2 separate regions of the Capsicum annuum genome follow, and region 1 is linked to region 2. The links are chromatin contacts, called in public Hi-C maps. All regions are on one chromosome and are shown on one strand. The core of a region is the stretch at or near the end of the contact, and the rest is flanking DNA. Distances in the headings are between cores, read along the strand shown. Region 1 overlaps LOC124896760 (a long non-coding RNA gene). Region 2 holds the start of LOC107863392 (subtilisin-like protease SBT1.3).

The links. Hi-C and Micro-C count contacts between places; a contact is called where the count stands out from the background.
Region 1: a Hi-C map of pericarp shows a contact between it and region 2, with 2.0 times the contacts expected there. The contact joins the enhancer-like site here to the promoter of LOC107863392 in region 2. A contact is called at or near these places in 4 of 5 Hi-C or Micro-C datasets (bud, leaf, pericarp and 1 more).

Annotation. Positions count from the first base shown.
Region 1 is chr3:200,443,316-200,447,456 of UCD10Xv1.1, reverse strand. It overlaps LOC124896760 (a long non-coding RNA gene), which reads left to right. Exons shown (of 3, transcript XR_007053195.1): 3 at 1,702-3,060. Among protein-coding and RNA genes, the nearest start is that of LOC124896761, 3.2 kb to the left of the region's middle. Within about 2 kb of position 1,891, at least 1 of the 5 cell types and tissues checked has an H3K27ac peak or open chromatin away from gene starts, as enhancers often do. A contact at or near this core is called in pericarp, where this site is marked.
Region 2 is chr3:200,391,842-200,395,914 of UCD10Xv1.1, reverse strand. It overlaps LOC107863392 (subtilisin-like protease SBT1.3), which reads right to left and starts at 2,166. Exons shown (of 1, transcript XM_016709286.2): 1 at 1-2,166. The coding sequence starts at 1,813.

The DNA of each region.
Region 1 (4,141 bases), core at 642-3,141, 52 kb before region 2:
TGTTCCAGGACCCAACTCTTAACCTAGAAGCACCCTTATCCCTCTCGCCCTACTCCCCCTCGCCCCCAACCCCAGGCCCACACCTAGACCTGATCTCCGCCCCAACCCCAACCTATGACATGACCTTAGTCCGCTATTTATCACCCTGACCACCACTCAAAAGAATACATTAGAAGAAAGTGAAGAACACAGGAGACAAAAACACGACGAGTAGAAGCAACGACAACCAAAACAGCTAAAAACAGCTAACTAGTCCAACAAAAAAATAGCAAACAAGGTTGCTACTTACAAGCAACAATAGGCACTATACTACCCACCCGAACAAATCAAGAACAACAGACAGGATAGCAAGATAGACAAATAGATAGAAAGCCTACACCAAATAAACTAGAAAGAAATAAACTAGAGAAGCAAGGCTACACCAATTAATTGTTATATACTATACATCTAAATTTTTTTTTCCTTTTTAAAAAGTACATATAGAGAAACTTGTTACGTCTTCTTTCAAAATATATCGTACAAAGTTGACATGTCCATAAAAAACGCTAATCAATCATAAAAATTATAACCATTAAAAATGATTTGATTGTCATTTACCGCACATACACGTTCTTTGCGTCTGATTAACATTTTGCTTATTATCACTCTTTTCATGGTGGAAGTTGAATGTCCTGACTTCAGATATATTATGTGTCACAAGATAATTTTGAATACTGTGCATTGATGTTTTTTTCCTGTAATCCTCAAATTATTTGAAAGGATTTGACATCCATTTTTGTTTGTCACCCAATAGTTATTTCTAATGGTTATACTCTATGTCTGACTGATGTTTTTGATGGGCATGTTAATTTTGTATGATATATTTTGAAAGTAGATGTAACAAGTTTCTCTATGTGTTCTTTAATTTTTTTTTTAATTGTATAGTATAAAATAATTAATGAGCATATACTCTATCCTCACGTCTAGTTATATAGTATATAATTTGTTTTGTATAACTCATATATTTTTAGCACCGTATTCATATTTCACATCACTGATAAAGTTATGCACTTATCTCACATACTTTAAGAGCTATATTCAATGGATAACTCACTGTAAAAGTTAGTTACTTATTTTATATTTGAATAACTCACATAATTAGTGAGTTTTATATGATAAAATAGAGGCATATGATAGTTTTATAAGATAAAAATAAATTTAAAAAATCAATTAGTGAGCTTTATAAAATCACATAATTAGTGAACTTTATAAAATCAAAATAGATTTTTGAAAAAAATATGTGAGTTTTTTTAAAAACATATAAATTAAAAAGGATAAATTAAATGCTCACATAATATGTGAGTTTTATAAAAATTCACATAAATTGTAAAAATAAATATAACTCACTTTTTTTTTGAATTATGTATAAATAAAAAAGGATAACTCACCTTTTTAGTGAGTTATATAACTTTCATTGACATAACTCACAAAAGAAAATGAGTTATATATATAACTCACTTTTTTTGAGTCATCTACAAATAAAATGGATAACTAACTCACTAAATAAGTGAGTTATACACTTTTTATGAGGATACTGTCGTTAGTCAAATTATTGTTAAAAAAATAAGATATAACTCACTTAAACAGTTATTTATTTTGATTACACATTATATATATATATATATATATGATATATTTTAATATTTTTTTTTAATTTGACAGCCTTCTTTAATTCCGGACTCTACATTGAGGGATCAGTGTATGCCAGACAAATGAGAGTCCAAGGAAAATTGCTGTTCTAATTTACTGTAACGGTTACTCTCTACATTGGATTCGGGGCGATGGCGACCATTATTGATGAAAATCTTTAGGATGATTGAGTCACAACCAATAATTGTACGAGGAACTATCCTATTTTTGCCACATGCAAAAGTGGATCCCATTTGCATACTTTACCTCCCACTCACCACCCACATCCGGTCAACCCCGCTTCTTTTTCATTTTCTTATTTCTTCAATTCCCAACCCAATATTCAACTCACAAATACAATTAAAAATTTAAAACTTAGCTCGATTTTTCCTTCAATTTACGGTACAAATACTTCTATTAAAAAATAAAATAAAAACAGAAAAAAGATTTTTTTTTTTAAAAGAAGCTCTAGTTTTTCTTATTCCTATCTATGAGTTTGCTTGTTAATTTTGGATCTACACCTCATTTTTTTTTAGTAATAATAGATTATAAATTTTTTTAAAAACTATTAAATACTATTTGTAAATAAAATAAATTTTTTATATAAAAAAAATTAAAAAAATTTAGAAGGAGTTTGGTATAGCTAGTATGTCTCAAGAAACTAATGCATTGATTATATTATTAATTAAAAAATAATTATCAGAAAAAAGCGATTATATAATTTAAAAAGTAAACTTTATAAACATAATTAATTTTTCTTAAAAGTTTAATGCCTCCATTCGATTTTGGCCTTAGGCCACGAATTCGCTTGAGCCGCCCCTGTGATCAGGTTATTAATTATTACATGTTATTTAAATAAATGATTTATATTTATTAAAAATAATCTTATCTGATTATTTTACATGTTGAAGTTAATAGAAACACACTAATTGAAGATTTTTGATTGGCGTTTCAGTTATTTTAATAGATAAGATGTTATCTACATTTTTTTATCAAATACATAAACTGCTTATTTTCAGCTTCAACATTTTTTTTATTTTTTTAATTATAAATTCAGCTCCAATATCTACAAAGTATTTTCAAGCACGTGCACCTAAAAATTATTTAAATTAGTCTCAATCAACCATATTTAATTCTACTATTGCTTTTTTAACATTCAGCGACGGATACATATTTCCAAAAATTTAATTAAAAAATGTTCAAAATTAAATAAATTTTCTTCTGATTTGCCGCATCAACCTTGTTTATTTCCTTTGTATGCAATTGCATGCTCTACTCTTTGGTTTGCTGTGGTTTTTAATTTAACTTTTCTTTGGTTACCAAAAGAATAATTACTCTCTCCATTTTAAAAAGAATAATCTATTTTTTTTAGTCTGTTTCAAAAAGACTAACCTTTTTTTATTTTTTGACAATACTTTAATTTTAATTTTCCACATGACATGTTTAAGATCACAAGATTAAAAAATATTTTGATACATTTGACACTACTTTAATTGAAGGCCATAAGATTCAAAAGTCTTTTTTATTTTCTTAAACTTTATTCTAAATCAAAGTAGGTTATTTTTTTTAAAACGGAGGAAGTATTTTTTTCACATTTCCAATTTCTAGAGAATTGCATTAGGTCATGATTGAACAAATAAGAAAATGAAAAAGAAGAGGGGTGACCAGTGGGCGGAAGAGGGGTACTGGGTAAGGGTTGTGACAATCGGACCCATTTTTCAAGTGTCAAAAATTAAGGGTAGGTCATATAGGAGAAATAATCCATTTATTAAGTATGACATTAATTAATACTCCCTCTATTTCATTTTATGTGTCGTCATTTGATCGAACATAAAATTTAAGAAAAAAAGGAAGATTTGGTAAAGTTGATCAAATTATCCTTTATAAAAAAATGTGCGAATATCTTTTGTTTTAATTAAGTGGGACCAATAAGGGTACAAGGGTAGTTGTGTCTTTAAAAAGTTGCCTAATAAGGAAAGACGACACTTATTTTGGGACGGACTAAAAAAAAAATGACACATAATTTGGGACGGAGGGAGTACTATGTTTGGTAGAATTTTGAATCAATGTATTACTAATACCATGTATTAGTTATACACCCTACATGGTATTATAGGATGTATTACTAATACATCACATATGGTGGTATTAGTAATACATGGATTTTAATACCATGAGATTAGTATGTATAAAGATAAGAATATTCCTCAAATTTTTTAAATCTTTTTTTTTTTGTTTTTTTTAATTTTATTTTTTTATATTTGTACGAATAAATTTATTCAAATAAATTAGTTGACAAATTTTATTATTATTTACAAAAATGTCCTCAAATTTCTTTAATTTTTTTCTAAATCTTTTTTAATTTATTCAATATGAGTTACTTCTTTTTAATTTATCAAAATAATAATATCCCTCCAAATTATTTTAGTTATAAAAAAACTACTCCATTAAATCAAAAAAATATTTATTGGTC
Region 2 (4,073 bases), core at 917-3,416:
ATGAGGCATCTCTTAGAGATTTATAAGTGTTATCATGAACATAAGCAGTTGTCATGAGTGCGGATTTAATAGCTGCTGGACTCCAATCTGGATGCCTGGCCTTGAGCAAAGCAGCAATGCCACTAACATGTGGGCATGACATTGAAGTTCCAGACAATATGTTGAAATTCGTCCTTCGTTGATCGATAGGCAAACTAGAAGGACCCAAAGCACCAGTCCAAGCTGCAAGGATATTAACTCCTGGTGCCACCATATCTGGCTTTAGAATCTCCAGAGTGAGGAAGTTAGGTCCTCTGGATGAAAATGCAGCAACCACTGGAGAAGGCCTGATACCTAATTTGGTTCCCAGAAATCTCAAAGTGGCAGTTGCATTTCGAGCCGAAGCATAATGCTTGATTTCTCTTCCTGCCCTTTCACCAACTGCTACTGCCGGAAGAAGGTGACTATCTGCAACCAGCTCTTCACCATTAGCTGCAGTGTTTGTCAAAATCATTCCTACTCCTCCAGCATCTTTTACTACTTGCCCCTTCTGAACTCGAGGACTAATTCCCCTATCACATATCACAATCTTCCCAGCAACCGAGGCATCATCTAAGGTACCCGCTAAGCACAATGAGCTCGGCAGGGAGCTGCTCGAATTATTTCCTAAATAAATTAAAGGATACTGTTTTTCTGTTGAAAGATTCTTCCTACCTTTATAAAGTGATGCCCCAGCCACAATTTTGCCAGTCCCCAGCTTAACAGTAGCTGGAAAATCCCTGTCCATAGTGCTGGCTCCTACTGTAGTGATCCATGGTGATACATTTGTAAGACTAATGGGATCAGGCCCACCATTTCCTGCTGAGCATGAAACAAACACCCCTTTCTCCATGGCCCCAAAAGCAGCAATTGACAAACTGTCACGATTATAAGACGAAACTCCACCACCCAAAGAGATAGACAAAACATTTACTCCATCAGCTACAGCTTGATCAACAGCAGAAAGTATATCCGAACTAAAACACCCACCCACCCAGCACACCTTGTAAGCTGAAACCCTCGCACCGGGGGCCATTCCTCGGGCAGTACCATAAGCATAACCCAAAAGATTGGCTCCACGAACTACAGACCCCGCAACTGTTCCAGCAGTATGAGTGCCATGCCCATCTTGATCTCGTGCTGATTTGTACTCATCCCTTTCATTTATTTTACCAGAAGATGATTCATACCCCCGGTAAAATACTCTAGCACCAACAATTTTCTTGCTACAGTGATGCTTCTCAAAACCACGCCCTGTTTCACATGCGCCTTTCCAGTGAGCTGGAACATCTGTCATTCCAGTATCATTAAAACTTGGACTTTCTGGCCAAATTCCAGTATCAAGAACACCCACAATTACATTGTGGTCCGAAAATCTATCAGACCACAACTTGTTGCTGTCCTCTCGGTCGAGGCCAAGAAACATAGGACTTCTAGTGGTATGCAACTCATATTTAATCTCAGGAAAAACAGCTAAAACCCCATATTGTTCTTGTAATCTTTTCACTTCTTCCTCACTAAGCTGAGCAGCAACTCCATGAAATGCAGTCTGGTAGCTGTAAAGTATCCTTTCTTCTTCGTCTCCTGCAGTTTCTAGTGATTTTACTAGTACAGATTTTACTAGTGATGAATACCATTTAACATGGTCAATGAAAACATCTGGCTTTGCCCGTTTATCCATTTGGATGATGTAAGTTTTCTTTGTGTTTCGCATGTTACTAGCACATAGTGCTAGGTTGATTGACAGACACATTGATACAAAGAAAAACAAGAATTTCACTGGTATTCCAGCCATGGAAAAGGGGAATGGAGAGTTAGGAATGAAGAAGAGAGGTGTGTGAATAATGCTTATCTGAGAGTGTGTCGGTGTGTTAGCTAGTGGAGTATTCAATATTTTAGCAGAAAGGATGGGCCATTAATGTGTCTTCTTGTGCAGGAAATAAAGAAGGTGGTTGTTTTCATGAATAATGGTAAAGCTTTTATTGTGAAAGTAGAGCTGGCTCGAGTGGGTTAAAGTTGTAGTTATGGTCCATCATCCATGTGTTGCATGGTTAAATGCTGGATGTTTATTCAAAGATACATTTTAATCTTCCTATTGAGTTTGTGGAAACTACTTGTGAGTAATATAAACATATACAATATATTTTCATAAGGTGGGATTTGAGAAAAATAAAGCGTATTCAATTTGTATTTGGTTAATTTCATATTAGTTGGTCCCTATTGACTTACAAACTTTATAAGAAATTTTTTATTAGATGTATATTTTACTAAACTAACATTATTAACGATGATTTGAAACTCCAAAAATAATTATTACTACTTTATATAGTTATTTAATATTAACGATAATACAATAAAAAATAAAAAGGATCTCATTAATTTGCGAGAATAGACAAATAAATTGAAAAATCTATTTTTTTTTAGTAAAGAGATCAAGTAAAATGGAATGGAGAGAATATTAACACACTTACCATAATTTGTCTCCAGAAAATGTCATATATAAAAATAATTTAATTTTAAAATTCTCGTTTTATTCTTAAAGACAAAGTCATCGATAGGCACTCAAACTTGTTGCCAAAATTCACTTAGACACCTAAACTAAGGCCTGTTTCTATCAGACCCCAAAATTCCCCACATTTTGTTCCAATTGAGCATTTTTTTCGCTGTTCTCATCAGCTTGTTCGCGCGTGTCTCCAAACGCAACTGATGTGGAAAGTTGTCCACATAAAACTCTCCACGTGGATAAACTAAATCCACATATACTTATTACATTTTAAATGAAAAAAATCATTTTGGCCGTTTGTTTTTCTCTCCCCGTTAACTCTCTCTCAGATAACCCTAAAATTAACCCTAATTTAACGAAAATTCCACTCAAATTGAAGGAGAAATTTGGGGGTTTTCCACAGATCTTCCTTGTGTAACTGTTATTATGATTTATATTTATTAAATTTTGTTGAATTTTAGCATATTTCAGATTTTAGGGTTTTGAAATTTCACTGTTAGGGCTGTGATTTTACGAATATTCCGTCTCTTTTTTAACATGCATTAAAGGTTGTAGCTTTTAGCTTATTGGTGTGTACTTTGAGTATATTCCGTTAACTAACTTTGAATTCTTACGCTTTTGTTGCAGGTGACGTAACAAATAGAGATAATATTCACAAAATTTTCCGTAGGGGATCTATTTTCAACAAGGGTGTCCCTACATATGTTGCAAGTTGTGTGCCAGAGCTAAGGTATATTAACAAGGACCACTTTTCCATGCTGGAATTATTATTTTATACTAAAGAATTTGGGTATGACACTGTTAGGGGTTCTATTATCAAGATGCAGTAACTAAGCAGTTCAACTTGGTGAAGAGTGATAGACATTTTGTTGAACTATTTAAAGACTTAAAACATGAGGACTCTATTGATTTTTATGTCTATCATGTTTTTGATGAACCAATTCTTGACCCTGATGGTCCCACTGGTTTTTAACCTGCACCTGATATTATTGAGTGTGCAGACCTAGAAAGAGAAAGTGTTGGTATTGATGATAGTGCTAACATAGAGATGGAATCTGTTGGAGTAGAGAAAGAGATGGAGGCTGATATAAAAGATTTTAACCTAGAAGATGTTGAGATAGAGAATGTTAACTTAGGTAAAGAGAGGGAGACTCATGTAGAAGATGGTGTAGAAGAAGGTGATGAGGCTAATATAGAAGATATCCATGTAGAAGATGTTAACCTAGAAGATTTTGGTGTAGAAGGAGGTGATGAAGCTGATGTACAAGATATTCATGCAGAAGATGTTAATAGGCTAGCAAATAAGTTGTCAGATTACTTGAGTAGTGATTCAGATCTTGGAGATATTCCTTCAGAAGATGGCTTAGATGTTGATGAGGAGTTGAGGGCATTTAGACAAGAAAGAAGGATAAACAAAGCTAAAAGAAAGAAAGAAATCAAAAAGCAAAAAAAAAGGCTGTTGAAATTGAACAAGTACCTGTGGGAGTTGCTGGTTGTGTAGATAGCGGCTATGGGGATATTGGTAATAATAAGGCTAGCAAATATTTTGGAA